2 separate regions of the Xenopus tropicalis genome follow, and region 2 is linked to region 1. A link is a contact called in public Hi-C data. All regions are on one chromosome and are shown on one strand. The core of a region is the stretch at or near the end of the contact, and the rest is flanking DNA. Distances in the headings are between cores, read along the strand shown.

Region 1 (2,743 bases), core at 50-2,549:
TCTGTCAATTTATACTGAATAACTGAAAACAAAATATAAAAAATAAAGACTAATTGCAAATTGTTTAAGTGTAAACTACAAACTACAACTTTGCTACTTATACATGTTGTATCTGTAATTCTTGTTCCAATTGTATTAAAGGTGAATTGGTATATTACCTGAGGAGAGGAACCCCTATATTATTCCGGAGACACTAGAAATGTCTGTGAACATTTATATCATCCAGTACCAGTTGGACAGACATCAGAGAGAACCTGGGATTATGGAACACAAATCAGCTATTAAGACAAAGAAAGGTGATCAATGATATTCTGAGACAATTTGCAATTGGTTTTCATTTTTTATTATTTATGGTTTTTCAGTCATTTAGCTTTTTGTTCTGCAGTTCTTCAGGTTGGAATTTCACCAGCTATCTAGTTGCCAGGGTCTTGGTTACCTTAGCAACCAGCCAGTGGTTTGAGTCTGAGACAGGAATATGAATCGAAGGGGGCCTGAATAAAGAGACAAGAAATAAAAAGTAACAATAATAAAATTGTAAGCTTGCAGAGCAATAGTTTTTTAGCTGTCCCCCATTAGACAGCTGCAAATATGTAGAAGAAGAAGAAAAATAGCTCAAAAACTATAGAAAATAAATAAACCAATTGCAAAATTGCTAGGAATAGGACATTCTATAACTCATTAAATCACCCCTTTAACCAAATAAAGATCCAGTTTTTGATGGAGTTGAACATTGAGGTTCTATGACAGGAAGAAAGTTGTATGTCAAGAAGTGGGTCAAATGCCTGGATATTTGGAACACCATGATTTTTAGATATGTTTTGGGTAAATGCTTGTGTTTTAATATTTAGGGGGCTATGTAATAAAATGCGCCAACTTTCTCAAGGAGGAGTAACCTCTAGCAACCAATAAGATTTTTGCTTTTAAACAGCTAACTAGGAAATGCTACCTGCTGACTGGATGATATGGGTTCTGCTCCTTTTGTATACAACCCCCTTTGTATAGTTTTTATCTTATTTATTACAGATGGATTTAGGGATTACAATTATCTGGTGACTGAGTGGACTTCTCATGTTTAAATACATATGTTACAAGTTGGGATACAATTGTAATAACTGTATAAATATGAGACTGGAGAGGATATATCTGTATCATTGTAATATTTATGTGATATTTGGTACTTGCCGTTTTCAATGTGGCCACATGGTGGCAGTGTTTGTTAAGCTTAAGGTGAATAGTGAGCGCTTGGTTGTTTAGCTTGATAGAGGGCTGCTATAGGCCTGAAACATCTCTTTTATGGTCTGAGCCAGTACTGCGTGAAATGGGTTTTTTTCATTCTTTTTATTTCAGGCGCAGTGAGGAACACAACTGAGTCCATGTGACAAGGGCATACAGACACCAAACAGTATAAACCTGACACATCATGTTTAGGAGTCATGGGAAGCTATGTAAGTTCACATACAATGTACCATTATAATATATATATTTGATCAGATAAAGGGCTAAAAGATCAGTGCAAGGTTAATAAGGAATTAGAAAAAAAAGAAGAAAACAGAAACACAATGCAAAGAGGAAAAATGAACAGGAGCTGGCTCTGGGTCCCTTGGCACCCACACCTTCTAATCCATAGACAGGGGGATCTGGCAGCACACTTTCATTCCATGAACTGATTCCAAAGCAATTGTGGATTCAGGTTTTAAGATTAATATAGCTAATCAGCTAATCGGCCCGTGTATGGGCAGAACAGAGCTGCCTGGCCGACCGATATCTGGCCTGAAATTGGCCAGATCTCGATTGGCCAGGTTAGAAAATCCGGTCGGATCGGGGACCGCATTGGCTCGTTGATGCGGTCCCCGAACCGACTGCCCCATAAGCTCAAATGTAATTATTTTTTTTTTAAAGCAGCTTGCTACCCAATATCGCCCACCCGTAGGTGGGGATATCGGGTGAAGATCCGCTCACTTGGCGACATTGCCAAGCAAGAGGATCTTGTAGTGTATGGGCACCTTTAGCCATGTAGTTTTAAGGTGGGAGCTTTCCGTGCAACAAAATTTAATCCATCTTGTAAAACTACTGCCAGAGAACTGGAATAAAGCTATTAATTATTTGCCTAATTTTGTAAAACTGATTACTAAAGGGAGTCAAAAAAGTCGGTAAACGATTGCCACTCTTAATCCTGGTTGCACAAGAACCCTTATTGTTAGCAAGCAAACTTGACACACTCTGTTCGTAGAGCCTTAACAAAAGCTGCAGATAATGACTTCCTATTGTACCCCCGGCTCAAAAATCTGTCACGCAAAGTGTGGGCTGTGCATCCTGCTACTCCTACCTTGTGCCTCAGAATGACATGCAAGGAAAGGCCAGTAGGGGGCGGTGTGCCTACACCTACCCGGTGTGCCTTCAGCTATCTGCACAATGCCCCAATTTGCAGACAAATGGGCAGTTGCAGGCTTTTCTTAGTATTGCGTGTGTCTTTGTGAATGAGCCCTTAAGACTTTTTAAGTAGAGTTTTCATGAGTGCTGTTCATTTTATATAGTCAGGATTTCTGATACCATAATCTTGCTTGTTGGTTCTGACTTTGAAGAGAGTAGGTTTGCTGCCAGTTCCAAGACCCAGCTGGACACACACTTGTATGAATACAGACGCAATAATAGGTGCCTATGATTATATTCACACGAAACGCATCAGGATTTATGAATAAAGCTGTTTGAACCTTCACCGCTGTTCTGGTGCCTGATAAGTGCG
Region 2 (2,894 bases), core at 191-2,690, 46 kb before region 1:
ATTAATAATTATACGTAACCTTTTCTGGTAAAATAAGGATTTTGTAATTAACCAAGGGGCTAGGGTCGCCCTAGGCTGGTATAGATGCCCAAACCATAATGTGTAGCATTTCTAGCCTAATTCTTGGTTAACCCTTAGTTCCCCTTTAAAAATATCCATCTGACCAACGTAAATTTCATTAGACAGGAGATACTGTTTAGATCTCATGGTATAATTCATTGAGCCAATGTGTCAAAGGACTTATTTGCCTCAGGCTTTGATAAACGGCTGATGTCCAGAAGCCAAATGCAAATTTGTATGCATTCGATCATCATAATTCAAGTGACAGTTTATTGCTTAGTAAATAGGCCCTGGGGGTGTTGTGACGTCATCAGAATAACACACAGGACCTGTGCTGATACAAAGACTGTCAGAGGAGATAGGAACGCCATAAAAGCCCCTAAATAAGAATACTAATTGAATGTACAAAGAAAGCAGTAAAGTCATTGTGAGAATGAGGGTCACTGCCTGGTGTTGCATCTTAAATCATTCTCCCAAAGAGCTTTCACCACTATAGGGCCCTTGTGATGGCTGCAAGTGTTTTGTTGTTTTGGTGAGTGTTGTTGGCCACACACAGGTGGGATTACTTTGTCCCTACTTTGGGACATCCCACCTATCGATCTATGGGTCAGTTTATAACTACATAAATATACAGGCCCTGTCATCTCATGAATAAACAGGGGGGGGTTCCAGGTGTTACAGTGTACAGTATCTTTAAATATATGGGCCTTATCATATCATGAACGGACAAGAGTATAACATTGGGTGTATTTTAAGATGTACAGTCCCCATCAACTAATGAATGGGCAGTGAAGTGACAATAGGCATATCATCATCAAATGGCCAGGTCCCATCCTTTCATAGAGGGACAGTGATGTGAGAGTAAGGATAATAGTACAGTAGCAGTGGCAATAGTAGTGCAATAGTAGTGCCTAAGCCAGTGCCGCTGATGTTAAAGTGCAACTCTCAGCACCTGCAACAGCAGAAAACTGCCCATGGTTACTGGGAGTTGTAGCTTAACAGCATTGGAACACCCACCAAAACCTGTTTCGCCTCACTGCCCACCACTACTAAATATTTGTCTGCTTATGTGTGTGGCTACATTAAGGACTTGGTTTGTAATGGTTTGGCGTATTTGCTGTACACTCAGCTCTGGTATAAATCCACAGGTTACACCCAATTTCCGTTCCATTTTAATTTCAGAGTCTTAGGTTTCATATGCGCCTTTCTGCATACTGCTGGCTCTTTCCTCTGCTCTGCCTATTGGCCCTGATCTGAATGACACTCCTCTGGCCGAGCTAGCATTTCCCTGCTGCAGCTGCACTCACGCCAGTGTGAGGGACTTGCTTTTAATGTTTAACTGTAAGAGGGTATGAAAGGGAGAGTGAGGGAGGCAGGGGGAAGTGCGGCTGGGGATGAAAGAGGTGAAAGCCAAGCACTTTCTGAAAGGTAACTCTATGGGGCTGGTGCATTGCTCTTTGTACATTGCCAGAGAAGTTTGCAAGTTGGGCTTCAGGTAATGTTTGGTGGCATGAGTACTGGCACTCGGACAGACATACAGCCAGGACATGCCATTGACTCTTAAAAAGTTACTCAAAAAGCCACCGGAGTGTACAGTCTGTTATGGGCAGTGGCTGCAGCCGGGGCAGTAGCAGTGTACTTATTGTCAGCAGTCAGCAGCCCAGATCTCCATCCAAGAGAGAGCCTTCAGCCCAGGAAGAAACCATCGCCTGCCAGACACGGGATGAACCTGTAGCACCCACTAAACAGGGCAAGGAGCCTGAGAGAGGCCGACCGAGACCAAAGGACATAGATGAAGATCTTCAGCTGCTTGATGAGTTATTGGAAGAGTCCCAGGACTGCTTGTCTGATAAAGATCCAAAACTCAAGGCACAGGCTCTGGAATCCAGATGCCACATCACAAGCCCTCAGTCACAACCGCAAGTCTGCGGAAAGAAACCCCACAATCCTGAGACAACATTGGCAATACAGGGACAGCCACAGCTGCAACTGACCTCTTCCCTGCCCAACAATATCCATTACAGACAACAGGAGAACAACAGCAAAACAGTAAGTGGAGTGTGTTGCATTATGGATAACACTGTCTTAGTAATAAAGGAATTGTTGGGATGCAGGAATGTTATTTGTGCCCTGCATACACGCACAGATTCTGTAGTACATACCCTTGCGGCATGTTGTGTGTGTGTGTGTATATATGTATATATACTTTATATATATATATTGGAAACAGGCAGTACCACTGGTGGTCACAATTAGGGTCAATGGATGGACTATAAATACACATGGGAAAACTGTAACCCAAAGCAACCAATGAGATGTTTGTTTTCACTATTCAAACAGTAACTGTTGTTGGGATATTTGGGGAAAGCACTCTTTCACAAAAGTAAATTGGACTCCTAAAATAATACAATAAGAAGAAGTCCTAAGTATTTACCAAGGAGTAATTCATTATGGAGTTGCCATGTGATAATTTTCAGTTCATTCCACCCCATGACACCATAGGTGAAATCGGTCTCAGCCATTGGTTTGGTTCTGTGCTCTTTGATTTGTGGGTATTCTAAGATCCCTAGCCAATTAGTCAGGATTCGCATGGAAAATCTCCTCTTGATCTGACTGTGTGTTCTGACCATGTGTTCATGGGTACCAACATCCATTTAGTAGTAATTAAAAGGAAAAAGAGATTGCTCATTCTTTCAGCAACCTGGGCAGTCAAAGCCATTATGAAATATGATTTAGGTGGAGTTGTGCAGAAATGCGCACAGTCCCCCTCATGCAGGGAACACTTTAATAGTGAAGACACACTGAGCTACTTAGTAGCAGCTAATTGTCACAGC

Evidence for each region. Hi-C and Micro-C count contacts between places; a contact is called where the count stands out from the background.
Region 2: a contact with region 1 is called in a Hi-C map of neurula embryo, with 3 times the contacts expected there. The contact joins the promoter of MGC147302 here to the enhancer-like site in region 1. A contact is called at or near these places in 5 of 5 Hi-C or Micro-C datasets (brain, gastrula embryo, liver and 2 more).

What each region holds. Positions count from the first base shown.
Region 1 is chr5:138,114,672-138,117,414 of UCB_Xtro_10.0, reverse strand. No RefSeq gene overlaps it. Among named protein-coding and RNA genes, the nearest start is that of klf11, 24 kb to the left of the region's middle. Within about 2 kb of position 1,299, at least 2 of the 11 cell types and tissues checked have an H3K27ac peak or open chromatin away from gene starts, as enhancers often do. A contact at or near this core is called in neurula embryo, where this site is marked.
Region 2 is chr5:138,160,821-138,163,714 of UCB_Xtro_10.0, reverse strand. MGC147302 reads left to right here and starts at 1,440. Exons shown (of 3, transcript NM_001078942.1): 1 at 1,440-2,109. The coding sequence starts at 1,663.